2 separate regions of the Muntiacus reevesi genome follow, and region 1 is linked to region 2. A link is a contact called in public Hi-C data. All regions are on one chromosome and are shown on one strand. Each heading gives the region's core, a stretch centred on a gene start, on an enhancer-like site or on the middle of the called end of the contact. The rest is flanking DNA. Distances are from core to core; before and after follow the strand shown. Region 1 holds the start of EMC2 (ER membrane protein complex subunit 2). Region 2 holds the start of EIF3E (eukaryotic translation initiation factor 3 subunit E).

Region 1 (3,817 bases), core at 384-2,883, 220 kb after region 2:
CTATTTATAGCCACAGGACTGTTACTTCCCTGAGTGTCATGGAGTATCTCTTTTAATCTTGATAACAACTCAAATAGATATTTTCTTTTTATGTTGATGAGTAGCTTCTCTTTCTATCTAAGCAACTCATATTCAAAAATACATACATTGGAAGTCAAGCAGCTACTAAATGACGGCGCCTGGAATTTCTCAATTTTTTGAATGAAGCCTTTTTTAAAGGTCTGGTCTGGAGACAGTGAATCTCATTCAGACTCTAAACCAAACTTATAAATTTAGTAGTCTTTTCTATCTTTTTGCAACTTCCCTTGAGCAGGTGCCACTGATAGGTTTTTTTTTTTTTTTTTTTTTTTTTTTTTTTTAACTATTCCTTTGGCATATGGGATAGGACTCTCTGTCTTCCTTTTTTCTCATATCTTGACTGTTTCTTCTTCACTGGCCTTCAACTATCTTTCATGCAGGGATTTCTAGCCTTCTTTCCTCTTTACGTATTTCCCTTTTACATTTTTACGTTCTCATTGGTTCAAATACTAAACATACGCTTACGTCCTAAGTGTTAGTCACTTAGTCGTGTCCGACTCTTTGCGACCCCACGGACTGTTGCCCGCCGCCAGTCTCCTCTGTCCATGGGCTTCTCCAGGCGAGAATACTAGAGTGGGTTGCTATTCCCTTCTCCAGGGGATCTTCCTGACCCAGGGACGCAACCCGGGTCTCTTGCATTGCAGGTAAACTCTACGGTCTGAGCCGCCAGGGAAGCCCAAATGTACGCTTACGACCCTCAATTATTTTGCTTCCAATGCAGACATTTTTCCCCCTAGCTTTAGTAGACCAGGTCCAAAGGTTTCCTGAAAGCAATTAGTCTGGAGGCTCCCCCATGCGATTAAAGAGGAGGAGCGAAGTGGAGGGGCTGTGAAGGTCTCATTTGATTTGTACATTCATTCATATTTCCTTATAATCATTTACATACCGGCTGCTTCTATGGAGTTTCAAATCTAGAGTGGCAAGCAGACCAGTGACGCACGGGCAGCGTTAACTAAGGGTTTAGCTTGGCACGATGCCCTTCCGTGTGAACATTAAGTCCTCGGCCACAGAGGCATAAGGTGCAAACACAGAGCCCTGCTTAGTTCCTCAAACAGATTTAACGAACATTTTTTGAAGTGTATTAGTTCTGCCGAACATTAAAAAAGAAATCGAGGCAAATCCCTTCACGGACGGAGTAAAGCTGGGCACAGATGAGAGATTCGAGCTGAATGCTGCACTGCAGCAGGTCATGAAGAGAATAAGGTACTGATTAGGGAGTGAGTAGAGAATGAAGCACTCATGTAGAAAAAAATGAGAAACCGGGGATGGCATACATAAAAAAAGAAAGAAAGAAAACAACCCAGCTTTTGTTAAGTCATGGTAAAACACACACCTCAAGACAAGCCGACTCTAGCGGCTCCGCCAGGGTGTCCTCACAGTCCCAGCGCGCCGCACGCCTCCCAGTTCGCTCCGCCTCCCAGCTCGCCCCGCCCAGTTCCCCGACTGCCCCTAGTCAGAGCCGCGTGCACGTGCGCAACGGATCCCGCCCCCTTCGCTCCCTCGGCCAATGAAAAGTGGTATCGTAATTCGCCACTGCCTGGTATCGTGTCGCGTGACCAAGTCTCCCCGCCCCCTCGCCCGGCCGCCATCTGGGTCTGAGAAGATGGCGAAGGTGTCAGAGCTATACGATGTCACTTGGGAAGGTAACTGAGGGCGGGGTGGCCGCGGAGAGACCGAAAGCCGCAGGAAGCGGCTCGGGAGTACCTGCTGGCCTCGGAGACCTGGATTCTCCGATCTCTCTTCGGCTCTGGCTCGGCCGAGCTGAGGTGATAGCTGAGGTAGTTAGCTGACTGAGGTGGAGGTGGAGGCTCACCCCTTCCTTGGCTCGGCCTGTGACTGAAGTCTGCGGTGGTCGTCACCGCTTGGGTTGGTAGACTGACTGACCAACCGGCCTACCACCGCGCCCATCCAACGGCCAAGGGCAGCTTCCTCTATAAGGCAACCGGGATCTGGGGCTGTCACACTTTTCCTGTGGCTGCTGGGCGGCGCAGAGGAGGCAGCTCTCGCTGCCCGCTGAAGCGTGTTTGCAGCCGAGATATCCAGGGCCTGTAAAGGGCTTTCAAATGCTCTGTAAGGGGTACAACTCTGTGTAGTAAATTGTGTGGAAAACCCGTAAACATATCTGATTCTTTTCCCTGCTAGTTTACATTCCCTTCTCTTCAAAACTGGGTTTCTGATTCCCCCCTTTTAAACTGATCCTCCTGTCCCACTCCCCTCAAGACGAATTTACACACACGACCCAACTTGCTTCTTATTCCCTGTCAGTAATTCCTTTTCTAAAGCTGGAATAAATTCTTGTTTAATCTGAGGTGGAGTTTGTCTTTAAATTTGGAAGCAGTCAAACTTTGAACCAATTCTGAAAGAGATTGTCCCTTCTTAAAATCTTGAGTGAGAGGTGTGCATGCTGAAGAAAAGAACCTTGAGTTTCTCTAAGGCATGGAATTTGTGTAATTGAAATTTATATTTCCAGCGTTTCACAGTAGACTTCAGTAGCTTGTTTGTTCGGATATCTCAATGATGTTATTTAAATATTTTATTAAAAAACGCCTGATAACGCGTGGGCTGAGAGTTGTATTGGTTGTTCAGTGTCGAGTAAATCTCTCCAATATTGAAAGTTGCAAACAATAATGGGAAAAGGTAAAATTCCTTTATCCTGGAACTAATTCAGTGATTTATTATTGGTTTTGTGGCCTCTAGCATACTGTGAACCACCGTGTTTCTACCCGTATTGGACAATCTGTTATATTAAAGTATTAAGTTCTCAGTGCTAGATCTTGAAGATACCCAATTAAGTAACACACAGCCCCTACCTTTAGGGAGTTCATAATCTGATGGAGAAAGATAAACTTGTAAAAACGTAGTTTTAAAAGGCATGTGTCAGGATATATTCCTTCAGTAGCTATGTGGCTATTATTTTTAATGCTTTTAAAAAATGTTTCAAATAGTTCATGGTTTTTTTGAAAGTGCTATTTTGAAGGTATGTTCAACATAAATTTCTTAGATGATAATATCATGTGTAGACGCACAGGAAATGAGTAGATGCAGTTGAGGTGATTTAACTGAGTAGCTTAGACCTTAACCCTCTGGACATTCTAAAGATGAGTGACATAATTACTTAGATGAGTAAATAATTACTTCCCAGGTCTGTTGAGGAACAAAAGGGAAAAAATATGTTGAAGTGCTTATAAACTATTAAGTAACATATTAAAAAAATGATCTGGCTCCTGCCTGTGTCATCAGCTTTATCTTAAGTTACTTTTCGGGTTACTCTCTGATCTGGCCATACTGGCTTTTGTTGAATTCCCTATGTGCAATATTCCTCTTGTCTTAAGACTGGACATAAGCTATTCCTTCCGATGGAAGTGTTCTTACCTCTTTGTTCTAGTCTTATACTCTTACCCATTATACTCTATCATTTCTTAGAATTCCCCTCAAAAGTCACATACATACTTCAGAGAGCCTTTCCCACCCCCCTCCCGACTTCACCCCTCACCCCCTCCTATTCCTATCCCAACCTGAAAGTTTGAAAAAGACAACAAAAGCAACAAAATTTACCCTTGGTCTATGTATGTATACTATTTAAATATGTATATGTAATATGTATAATGTGTATACTATTATACATATATACTATTATACATATATACTAAATATGTATACTATTTAACTATGTATACTATTGAAATACTTAGCCTATTGTGTTACATGTAAAAATTTTGTCTCTCCTAGAATGAAGAGA
Region 2 (4,022 bases), core at 1,464-3,963:
TCTCCAACCAAATGGAATTCAATATCAATCGCTAGCACTGGAAAAATTTATCTCTTTTCTATGTTCTGGCTAAGGTTAACTATAAAATTTTCAGAACTAGGCAATAATGTTATTCAATCACATCTCTGCTTTTCTCAAATCAGCAATCCTTTTTGATCAATCTTGAGATGCATTTATCTACCACACATTGTCTACGCTACTCAAATAACCTTCTACTGTTTCTCTCATTCCAAGAATGACCACTTATAAACGTAAGATTTCCAGTCAAAGTTGGGCTCTTCACACTCACCAACCCCTGCACTTGTCTTTGGTCAGTTTCTTCAGTCACCATTTCCATGCTTGACCTCACTCCTCAAAACCCCAACTGAAGGCTTCACTCCGCTCTCATACAGGACAGCCTAGCCTCCTCCTATAGGAAAACACTTTGGAGTACTAGTTCATGAATTTTTCTAACTTACCCCATGAGCGTGGTGGTACTATCAACACTTGATGCATGAGAAAAGGTTTAGTCAAGATGGGAAGACAGCTCCCAAGTGCACCAGAGTACCGACAGACAGGATCCAAGTCCAGGTCTCAGTTCACTCCCCACGCTCTTAAAAATGACCTGGCCTTCTACTTCACTTGAGAATAAAGAACACCAAGCTTCAAATAAGTATTCACACATTTGTTAAATAATCATGAAAAGCCTTTATACCAGACTCTGCTGAGAACACAAGGGAGAAAACACAAATTCTGCTCTCATGGAGCTTATATTCTCCAACATACTATAAATATATTTCATGAATACCCTCATCATCACTGAGTATCTATCTATCCTAACCATCTAGCCTACAAAACTCAGATTCCCCTCCTCAAAATCCTTTTTGGTCACAGAATAGTACCTCTCCAATTTTGATAACACTCCGCTAGTACTTCTTTGACATTTATTACTCTTGGACTTATAATTACAGACCTTTCTCCACCAAAGGGTAAGTTTTTCAGTGATGAGATTTTATCTTGGATTTCTCATAATTCCATGGTAATCCTATACTTAACGGCCGATAGATAAATATTCCAGCATCTTTTGCCTCTCGAAGTATTACAGCCATCTTACCAATATTCTCTCCAAGAAAACATGTTTTGAGCTGTTATTTCCCACTGATTCTCAGCTCTGTTCAGTTTTGGTCTTGCCCAATGAAAAACTTATTTACACTTATGTATTCCTCCCTTTCATCTGTCTGCCTTGAAAAACCAAAGTGTAAAGTACATTAAACAAGAAGTCTGGCTAGTTTAGAAGCAGAGAAAATATTTTTCTATTCGTTGATCTTTGGTGAATTTTCCTCAATTACCCAAAAAAGAAACAGAAGGCAAACTAAACTGCTTTATTCAAGCTCTATAATATAGATTAAGTACATCCTATAAAAGAAAAATCAAGACAGAACAAAGTTTTATATGGCAAGACATTCTTGAGCAGTTATTAAAAATAAACTTGGCTGTTCTCTAATTTCAACAACTATAAATTTGTCTGTAGGTTTTTAGAATAGGTTAATACGAATTTGAGGGTTATACCTGTCCAAAGCACCATGGGAAAATCTGAAAACTTATCATAACAATTTAATGTTTATTTGTAGGGCTTTTAAATTTTTTTGTTGTTCGAACACACAAAATCTACTTCCCAAATCTAGTGTGCCCTAAGTTGACTCGAGTTTTAAACTGCTTCTGGAAACAGAATGCGTCTATTTTTTCTGGTCAATATTCTAATTCTTTCCTCACAGCAGTATCGCTTTAATATAACTACTAAAATGCACCAATTTCCCAATAAACGAATATGCAACTAAGATTTCGAAACTTTTAGGGCTGAGACATGTTTTTAAATGAGGTCCAGAACCAAATACTTTTTCAAGGTATCTTGAATAGCTAAATGAACATTAGCGACCAATTCCATGACTCCAAGTCCGTACATCTATACGTGGAAAACCAACTTTCAAAATAAAAATTGCTCGTTTATTATTTTTGGGGTCCCCCTTCCCATCGAACAAAACATGCGACGCTTCTAGGAAGTGGCTATCTACAGAAACACTAAACTCCTCGCAAAGGACTCATAACTTTACGGAAACCAAGGGACTAGATATATAAGCGTAAGAAAATCATTCCAAACCAACCGGCACGGAATAGCACAGAGCCAAAGCCACCTTTCCTACAGTGCCCGGGAAAAAAAAAATTAATTTTTTGCTTTTAGACGCCAGCTAGTCAAGCATTACTACGGCAGAGCCTGCCAATCGTCAACTTCCGAGAGGAATGACGCGGAAGTCCCTAAGGCACCGGCACCTCAAGAAGTGAAGAGGAAATCACTCCCTTTCGCCCGAGTTGCGTGTTGTCACCTTAACCCAGCTCACGGCACAATTCCGCGTAGCTAATCAACAGGGTTGACGCTAAGCTACTAGCAGGTCCTTACAGCCCGTCTCAAGACCAGACTCGCGGCCGCCTCACACGTGTCAGGCCTAAGGCTACCGCCACTGCTTTTTGGCCTAACCTCGCATCTCACACACTCCCCACACCTTCCGCGCGCTCAGAAAACCCCTTACCTCTTTTACGGAGAGAAACTCAAGCAACGGAAAGACTAAATGCCGATCTAAAAAGTGCGCGATGCGAGTGGTCAAGTCGTACTCCGCCATCTTGCCAAGGAAAAGGAAAGTGTGCGCTCGCTAAAACTTTATTGATAGCGCCGACAAAGGAACAAACAGTCCCGAACTGCGCAAGTGCAGTGGCTAAACCAGTCAAAGAAAGGGGCGGGGTTCAAACTCGAGCGCTCAGAGAACAATAGCGCATGCGTGTGATCCTCCCTCCCTAGTTCCTCCCTCCCTCCCGGCCACTGTGGGGCTGGGTGGAGTGTCAGGCGAAATTTCTTCAAGACCAATAGATGTCTTGAAGTTGTTGTTTAATCCCTGAGTCCTGTCCGACTCTTGCGACCCCATGGACTGCAGACCACCAGGCTCCTCGGTCCATGGGATTTCCCAGGCAAGAATACTGTAGTGGGTTGCCATTTCCTACTCCAGGGTATCTTTCCAACCCAGGGATGGAACCCGCGTCTCCTACAAGTCTCGGCATTGCTGGCTGATCCCTTATGGCTGAGCCACCGTTGCGATCAGTTCCATTAACAAATACTGAAAACTCAAGAATTGATTGGCTGAGACAATGTCGTTTGTATTGGAGGTGCGGTGGAGGACAAGATACTGAGGCTCCTGCTCTCCAGAAAATCACACACAAGGAGGAACAGCTGAATTTATATTTGGTGTATAGTAATCATTTCATAAGCATTTGTTAAATTAAGGTAGGATGGGTTTCTAGACAAAAACTACAAGTGAAATAATTTAAGATTATAGTAAGAGCCATAACTTGGTGTGTGTGTGGGTCATGGAGTGAGGCGATGCCAGATTGGGGCTTTTTAATTATGGAGTTTAGAGAAAATTCAGGGTTACAATTTAGCCGAAGTTGTGGTAACAGGGGCAGATGAACAAAATTAGAGCCTGGGTGAAAACATGCCTGGTGGAAGCACAGCAAAGACAATGAGACAGGAAAGGACTTGGTGTTTTTCAAAAACTGAGTAGCCTCTGTGACTGGAGAGTGAGGTTAAAGATATGGAGAAGGGCCAGGTGATGATTAAGGTAGGGAATGTAAGCTTTATTCTAAGTACTCTTGTCTCCTTTGCCAGTTCCTTGTCATCTTTCAGGCCTCTTCATTTTGGAGTGCCTTGGTGTCTTTGACCTCTTCATTCTTCCTAGAGCATGCTCTAGGCCATTACCCTAAGTGCTGTCATCCAACCAAAAGGCAATCTACACATTGACAACTCCCTAATTAGAGCCGCAACAAGACTAGTAGTTAACAGCCAACTCAATATAACATTAATGTGTCCAAAATCAAATTCCCTATGTAATTCTCTGGGCAAAACCTACTTCTTTTACACTCTTCTCCATCTCAGTGAATGCCCACTTCATCTGTCCAGTTCAGACACAAAATATTTGAGTCATCCTTGAATTTTCTCT

Evidence for each region. Hi-C and Micro-C count contacts between places; a contact is called where the count stands out from the background.
Region 1: a contact with region 2 is called in a Hi-C map of muscle, with 4 times the contacts expected there. The contact joins the promoter of EMC2 here to the promoter of EIF3E in region 2. A contact is called at or near these places in 2 of 3 Hi-C or Micro-C datasets (blood and muscle).

The regions. Positions count from the first base shown.
Region 1 is chr12:24,456,004-24,459,820 of mMunRee1.1, forward strand. It overlaps EMC2 (ER membrane protein complex subunit 2), which reads left to right and starts at 1,634. Exons shown (of 11, transcript XM_065902957.1): 1 at 1,634-1,721. The coding sequence starts at 1,682.
Region 2 is chr12:24,231,175-24,235,196 of mMunRee1.1, forward strand. It overlaps EIF3E (eukaryotic translation initiation factor 3 subunit E), which reads right to left and starts at 2,714. Exons shown (of 13, transcript XM_065902709.1): 1 at 2,565-2,714. The coding sequence starts at 2,654.